Linked DNA regions of Mus musculus: region 1 is linked to region 2. Evidence: chromatin contacts called from public ChIA-PET data. All regions are on one chromosome and are shown on one strand. The core of a region is the stretch at or near the end of the contact, and the rest is flanking DNA. Distances in the headings are between cores, read along the strand shown. Region 1 has its middle 39 kb from the start of Gm33753. Region 2 overlaps Rbms1 (RNA binding motif, single stranded interacting protein 1).

What was found. ChIA-PET counts read pairs in DNA pulled down with a chosen protein or histone mark.
Region 1: a contact with region 2 is called in an RNA polymerase II ChIA-PET map of memory CD8 T cells, with 8 times the contacts expected there. The contact joins two enhancer-like sites. A contact is called at or near these places in 9 of 39 promoter capture datasets (the 3T3-L1 cell line, 3T3-L1-derived adipocytes, the C10 cell line and 5 more), 3 of 15 datasets of contacts at CTCF or cohesin (CD8 T cells, the NIH/3T3 cell line and large pre-B cells), 1 of 484 Hi-C or Micro-C datasets (bone marrow-derived macrophages), 5 of 115 datasets of contacts at active chromatin or transcription factors (the NIH/3T3 cell line, T-cell acute lymphoblastic leukemia, embryonic stem cells and 1 more) and 1 of 9 other capture datasets (embryonic stem cells).

Annotation. Positions count from the first base shown.
Region 1 is chr2:61,489,483-61,493,602 of GRCm38.p6, forward strand. No RefSeq gene overlaps it. Among named protein-coding and RNA genes, the nearest start is that of Gm33753, 39 kb to the left of the region's middle. Within about 2 kb of position 1,414, at least 17 of the 459 cell types and tissues checked have an H3K27ac peak or open chromatin away from gene starts, as enhancers often do. A contact at or near this core is called in CD8 T cells and memory CD8 T cells, where this site is marked.
Region 2 is chr2:60,748,189-60,752,021 of GRCm38.p6, forward strand. Rbms1 (RNA binding motif, single stranded interacting protein 1) reads right to left here. Exons shown (of 14, transcript NM_001141931.1): 14 at 3,765-3,833. Among named protein-coding and RNA genes, the nearest start is that of Gm33436, 58 kb to the left of the region's middle. Within about 2 kb of position 1,978, at least 26 of the 459 cell types and tissues checked have an H3K27ac peak or open chromatin away from gene starts, as enhancers often do. A contact at or near this core is called in CD8 T cells and memory CD8 T cells, where this site is marked.

The DNA.
Region 1 (4,120 bases), core at 164-2,663, 740 kb after region 2:
AGAGCCATGTAGCCAAGGGCCGACTTGACTAAAGGTTAGATACGGAAATCAGAAACTCCTAGTCTAGCATTCCGTCTATGGGAGTCTTGTTTGTGCAGAAGATTCTCTTAGGTCTTGAATGGTAAGAAAACTAATGAACAGGCAGCTGCTTCTGCTGTGGGGGAAATAAAGGTCCCTTAATCAAAGATTTTGAGAGTGGACTCAAATGGAAGCTCAAGAACAATTTTTGTTAGAGTTTAAAAGGAAAAAAACTCCTAGGGTGGGCACACTGTCCATCTCTGCAGCTTCTGGGAGAGCGTGGATGGAAGAGAGAATGAACAGAGTCCTCAACCATCTAAGATGACACGGAGGTCAGACACATGACTGACGAGAAGTCAACGAGGTGGAGGGAAACATTAGACGAAGAGTAAGGAAGCCCAATATGTTGGGGAAACCCCAAGTACTAAAAAGAAAAAAAGTGTGCTCATAAAAGAGAGAGAAAGGAGAAGTTATGATTTTCTGAGTAATTCAGAAAACCAGGCAGACTGGCTAAGCTGCGTGATTATAGGCCAATAAGATGCTGTGCGAGGGGCGGGGCATGGGAAGTACGGTGTCTCATTAAAGGATTAATTATGCTACCTGTCTCTTTAGTGTGACTTCAGGTGAGCCCACCTTCGTAGGGATAGTCTCCTGGGCAGGTGATTGAACATGCCCATAAGGAATGCTAGGTCACTACCCAGGCCAGAGACTTTACCCTTAGGATCAGGAGGAATTTGTTTTCAACTCTAATTCTTCCCTGGGCTCCAGATAAAGTCCTCGCCTCCACTTAGTGCTCGCCCCCCAGGCTTTATCCATTTGATATGAGGTTTGGATTTTTAAGTATTATCTTCCCATTTTCATATGGAACAATATATGTTTTATAGCGAAAGAATCTGAACTGTGTTTCTCAGGAAGCCAGCCGCTAGTTCTGCCCGAGGTAGGCCGTGGAGATAGACAGTGGGCAGTTGGTGGCACAGAAGTAGGGCACAGGCCAAACATTCAGAGAGATAGATGCAGCTTGGAACATGGGTTGCGCTGAAGTCTGAAGCTAAGTAGGACATGGATCAGAAAGATCTGATACCAGAGGAGACAGGCCAGACATTGCACACTGGTCCTCTGCCCTGCAGGGGGCGCTCCAGATAGACCCACTCCCTGCTCATATCCTAGGTATGTGTCTAAGAGCTGACACAGAAGCTTGTAACTCTAGCTCCTCCGTTACCCTGAGCTCCTCTCGGAACTCTCTAGATCTCAGAAGAACCATTGACTTCTAGGTCCAGGGCTAAAGCCCAGTGAAGTTACAAAGTATATTCATGCCCCGGTAGTCTCAGGCCCCATTCAGAAAGAGCAACCCTCTAGCCTTACTGAAGCCTCTAGAGAAATTACACCTCATGGAAACACGTCGTCATCTAGAAAATGTGTGAGTGTTCACACGCTCCCAGGCTGGCCTTTTCTAAGGCAGGCATCAGTCTAGAAATCCAAAACAGGAAATAGCTAGGTGATGGTCATATGCGTGTGAGCACACACACACACACACACACACACACACACACACAGAGAGAGAGAGAGAGAGAGAGAGAGAGAGAGAGAGACAGAGACAGAGACAGAGACAGAGACAGAGACAGAGACAGAGAGAAACCTATCTTAGTAACATAAAGCAGATGTCAGGAGAAATAGGGGAAATGTTTGAAAAGGTACAGGAGATACAGCCCTCTAACATATGAGGAGACTCTCTGACTCAGTCATCCTCATTGAGGCAATGGAGCTTTCTAACACAGAATATTCTGATTTTAGCGTCCCTCCTGGAGTGCTGAACCCAGTATCAGCGGGATGAATCTGGGCCTGAACCTTGAGGATAAAACCTAGTGTTCCCAATAAAAGCTCCATTACAGAGGGCTCTAGTGCAGAACATAACTCCCTTTCAAGCTGTGTGATTCACTTAGAGATAAGACGGTATCTAAGTCTACACTGCATTTCTATCTAGAGCGTCTATATTCTTACAAAGCATCAGAGAATCGCCACAAAATAAGCAAACAAAACACGAAGTTGTGTGGACCCTGCTTCCACTCCTCGCCTTACATCTAGATGACAAGATTTACATCTTATCGCTAGGCACAGTGACTTCTGAATACACCTTCTTTTTCTTTAAAGTCCTTGTCGGAAATTTAGGCAGCTTACCAGCTTCATCACCAGGACCCAAGACTTTCTAAACCTCAGGGGTTTCAGACTGGAGAGATGGCTCAGCTGTTGAGAGCACTGGCTGGTCTTCCAGAAGACCTGAGTTCAATTCCCAGCAACCACATGGAGGCTTACAATTGTCTGTAACTTCAGTTCCTGGGGATCCAATGCCCTCCTCTGGCCTCTGTGGACACACATGCATTCAGGCACACAGATATACACATTAAATAAATAATACTTTTTTAAAAACCTTCTGGGGTTCATGGTCAGGCAGCTCACACTCTTATAAAACACAACCTGCTAATACAGAAATTCCCCAAACCAAGGCTTATGAATAGAGAACTATACTTACAAATATGTAAGCACAAGACAAGACTCCGTGTCTAGATCAGTAGAATAAAGGTCACTTTGAAAAGATGGAGCAAGATAAGAAAAAGGAAACACAGCAACCAGATGTCCTCTTCCCCTTTCTGTGGTCAGTGCCCATGGCAGTTCTCCTTAGAGCTTTGGTGATAGAAGGTGAATGACAGTAACAGAAAACACCTGTGGGTCCTGCTGTCCTTCCGCACCTCTGGCCCCAGGGGGCGCTCTCCCACAGAGGCACTGGCTCACTATGCTAACAGAATAGCAACACTGTCAGAATGTGGTCAAAACAATCCAAGACAAGAGTAAATTAAGGTCTATGGGCTGTTCGAAGGTTGTGTCTCTGCCCTTCCACCGTTTCTGTGCCCTAAGATGTCAAGGCACTTCCAACCCTCATCACTTTCCTTTCCCTTGAAGTGAATGGGGGGGCTGGGGAGAGTCTTGGCTTTTAGTTTAAGGACCTAGTACTGGAAAAACAACAGTCTATGGAGAGTGGCTCCTCCCACTTACCTCTTGGCCCCTCCCATCTATCACTCAGCTCCTCCCACCTGCCTCTCGGTACCTGCTCCCTGAGCTTTGTATACATACCTCATGTGCCTCACATATATGTAACTATAATGCTCTAGGAGTCAGCCCCTTTAGTTCATCATTTTTAATAGCACAGTTGTATATAATGCCTGTAATCCCAGCACTGGAGAGTCAAGGCCAGATTGGTTACAAAGTAACACTCTTTCAAAAAAAATAATTAAATGTAATAAAAGAGGGAGGAGCCGCATGAGAAGAGGAGAGAGTTCACAGAACTAGCACTTATATTCTGTTTTTGCAGAGGTATATTTGGCTGTTGTGTGAGACATTCTGAGAAAAAAAAAAGAGAGAGAGAGAAGAGAAAAAAAGAAAAAAAAATCGAGGGAAGAGCAGAGACTAGTTTGTTGAAGTGTCTTCTCCACATGTGGTTTTACAGAATCCACATGACATGCAGCTCACTCTCTGAGTATAACTCAGCCCTATAGTGTAAGGACTCAAAATTGGGCTTGTGAGATGGCTCCGCATGTAAAGGCAACTGCGCCAAACTTGACAGCCCCTTTCTGATTCCCAGGACTCACAAGGTGTTAGGAGAGAATTGGTTAAAAATATGTTTGTTCTCTGACTTCCACAGGCATGCCAGGGCATGCGAGCATGCACAAAATTAGCTAATTAATTAATTAACTAATTTAAAAAAAAACACTCAAAATAGCCCGAAGCATAAATGAGATTCCTGTGTTATCAATCACCTGAAAATGTTCATTATAATAGTGAAATGGGAAAATATAGTTGGCGGTTCCCACGGACGTGAACTGTGTCTCTTACCAAAATTCCACTCAAGTCCCTAAATTTCCTAATTCTGTTCTTTTGATCTGGAGAAGGGTTGGTATTTGTTGTTGTTGTTGTTATTTTCTGGCTATTTTCTTCTTGAAAAAATCATAACATGATGAGACACATGGTCACCGAGGGTGTTCATCTGGCTCAGGCACTGTGTTGTTGACAAATGGCCTCTTTCAGCATGAGACAGGGCAGCTTGCTCTGA
Region 2 (3,833 bases), core at 728-3,227:
CCCTTGGACATACAGAGGGCCTTCACTCATCAAGTCAAGGATGCTGGGGTACCGGGACTCTAGCACTCTGCAATGCCACCAAAGGCAGCAAGCACACACTAGAGAACTGTTGTATCCATACTTTTCCTTTTTCCAACCCACAGTTCAACCTTTCCACTTTGCCGACTAGAAGGTAATTTTGACACAAGCTAACCTCCCAGCAAACTTTGGCTTATCCACAGAAGTGCTGCCCCTTGTCTTTGTATACTAAGTCAACATGTAACTACGTCAAGTTCCATGTACATAGGTGTTCCTAAACTCCTGGAAATGGCTAGCCCATGTCCATCATTCTGCATGAGAATTAGAGAGTCCTCAATGAAATATTTAAGGGAAAAATACCTCTGCATTGCACATGCATGGACTATCTTCCTGTCATTATGAACGTTACAATATAACTGTTATTAGACAGCATTTTGTTGCATTAGGCATCACACAAGATCTAGCAATGACTCAAACTATATAGGCAGTTATATGCAAATATTTATTTATTCATTCATTTAATTTATGAGTACACTGTAGCTCTCTTCCATTACACCACAAGAGGGCCTCAGATCCCATTACAGATGTTGTGAGCCACCATGTGGTTGCTGGGGACTGAACTCAGGATCTCTGGGAAGAACAGTCAGTGCTCTTAACCACTGAACCATCTCTAGCCCCCACAAATTTATTACTTAAGGGACTTAAGTATGTGTGGATCTTGGCATCTATGGAGTCTTAGGACCCATACCCCCTGTGGATACCAAGGGATGACTGTCTAATGTAGTCAGTTGGATACACAGGGAACGTGAGACCTTATTAGGTTAACAAAGCTTACGATGCCATGCAACTTAGTGATTCCTCTGGCTTCTGCTGTTATTCATAGGGAAGGGCACATAGGTATGTAGTTAGTAAGCGTGGTGGCATCTATTCCTTAAGTTCCGAAATGCCCTTTTTGTCTGAAGCCATGCTCCGCCTGGGATGTGGCATCCTTTGTCTCTGAAGCATTGCTCAGCATCAAGGGGACATATTTCCTCTGCTCAAGAAGCCATCAAGAACTGGGTATAGGGTTTCTCAGCTGTTCCAAGTAAAGGGATCTACATGTCTCTTACCTAATTCAGACAGCACGCCACGGACCTCAGGAGTCATTCAGAAACGAGGGCCTGCGGGACGGTGCAGCGAGCTGACTGAATTTGATCTCTAGGGTCACACGGCAGAGACAGAACTTAACTTACACAAGTTGTCCCCTGACTCCCAAGTGTGCACTGTGGTTTATGAGCAGCCTTCCATCAAACATACACAGAGCAACTGAACAACTGAAAATAAGAAATGTAGTGGGAATTCTACCCTCCACTCTGGTCGAGTCAACTATATGGACAGTACCATATGAACTCCATTAAAACATTTACTCTACTTTGGGTAGGTGTCAATTTTTGGTATTATATGCCTTCAATAAAGCAAGTCAGGGAGGGAAAAGAGAGGTCCCATCCCCATCCCCCAAGTGCATCATGGGTGCCTCCAATTGTGAACAAAGAACCCACTTTTAAAAGGCTGTGGTTTAATATAAGGTTATTTTGACATATTAGTGCTGGCTGCAAATAGGAAAATGTCTTTATTTTGTTCCAAGCAATGGGTAATTAATGCAAGAGCACCACCTAGGATGTCTGAGGCCAAGGACTGTTGCCAATACCACAAAAGAACCAGAAGCTCCAAAGCAGACCATGAGTGGGGTAGTTCGGGCTGGACTTAGGGCCAGGTGATATGTAATAGATATCTAAGGTCATAGCACAGATTTAAACAAGTAGCAACACAGGAGTGGAAAGGTTTCTTATTTTTTTTCAAGAAAATGGAATTTTCTGTCCATATGGAATCTGACCTAATTTTCAACTCAATTCTGAACCAGCCTACTGAGCTGACGAGCGAGGTCAGAGGTGAGGTGACATTTTGATGTGTGACTTCCATCTACTTTCAAAAAACCGACAGGAAGAAGAAAGTTTCAGATGTTTTTATTCAAAGGTTCTCAAAAGAAATAAAACAGAAAAAGCTAACAATCTGATCAAATGTACAGTTCAAAAATGTCTTTTGGCGTTTAACAAGTCCTAGGAAAGAAAACTACAGAGTCATCTTGAACCGGTAAATAAGTCACCACTGGCAAGTATGTAGCACTAGTAGAACAAAAATAAAAAATTAACTCTCTTGATCATATAGATATCTCTATGAAAATCTTTTTTTTCAATCTGTACAAAAGGTCTTTCTTCATAAATTAATTTTTTTTATAATTTAATGGCTGTCTACTATGTGATGTTTAACTGACATTTTTTTTCTTTTATATGTACAGAGGTTGTTTCCCAAATCTGACCCAGACGAGTATGGCACTTAGTTCAGACATACCTAGCAGCAGATCTCCCCTCCCCTACTGACTGAGCTATCAACTTTCTGTCTTAACTAATGGAAAAAAATATCAAGTAGTGAGAGTCTTGGGCTGATCAACATACTCGATCCACGGAGGGTGTGCTGCCTTCAGTCTGGACTTCACAAAGCACAAGTTTTAGGGAGCATAAAACCAATAATACCACAACTTAAAAAAAACAAAAACAGAAACAAAACCAAAACCAAGAACAAGAACAAAAACAAAAAACCCCACATTTCTCTTATGACTATGTAATTTTCACTAGAATCTACACTTTCAGAGCAGCAAGGATTTTTGAAACTATGAAATGTCGCTGACATCTATCATCAAATACAAGCAATAAAATTTAAGAACTAAAAAATACTCAAAAGAAGTAACTGCTTAGCCCTAGCTCCTGAGCTAGGAGGATTTGGTCGGTGGAAACAGGGAGGGCCAGCAACCTGTCCCAGCACAAAAGAAAAATAGCCTCTGAGGTAGATAACTGATCACGTACAGCTGACCAGACAAGTACACAGTTTTGGAAGACAACTTAATTCACCATTGCTTTTGAAAACGTATGCAACTGCCTTAATAAAAAAGAGTGTTAATAACAGTGAGTTATCTTGTATGTACTAAAGTAGAAATAACTGTATTTATGAATCAGGAATTTCATAGTTTCAAAGTTGGTTTTCTTTCCACGCAAACACCTGTAGTGATGACGTCAGAGGGCGGCACTGCCTGGATTCAAATCTTCCTTCATGCTTGCTTTTTTTTTTTTTTTTTTTTAATTTTTAAATTTTTTAAATTTTGTCTCTGTGAGTCCATACATCAGTTAAAATTATAAAACCTAATGCGAAGGTACAAAAAAGGCACATTCTCCTAACCGCAAACTGGTCCGGCAAAAAAGAAAGGACAGACAGGATGTGACGCTGAGATAGGTGGAGCTGCTGGCTACTGGCTCGTCGGTCTTTGGTGAAGTTACCTTTAAAAGTGCCAAGTCATTTGTTTGTTTGTTTGTTTAGTTTTTCAAATTTACCTAATAGAGAATGAGAGTGAGAGAGGGGTGGGGGGAAGAGAGAGAGGGGGGTGGGGAGAAGGAGAGAGAGAGAGAGAGCTCGTAGCCAATCGTTTTCCTTCTGGTCATATCTCAGCTTAGGTTTGAAGAGAAATCCTTACTTTTAGCTTTCACCATCTAGTTTCAACAGCAACCCCATTTTCCCCCCCGCCATCGGTTTCTCAGATCTCAAGCGTGGTTCTCTTTCTAAAGCACTATGTTAGTATAAAGGACAAAACATTCGGTGACTCCCCTCCCCCGCCCCCCGCCCCCGCCCCATCCCCGCAGCTACCTACACTAAACCTAGAACATCGTTAAGTTTTATTTTTTTTTCTTCCTGAAAAAAAGGCAAAAAAGACTTTACATTGCATCATA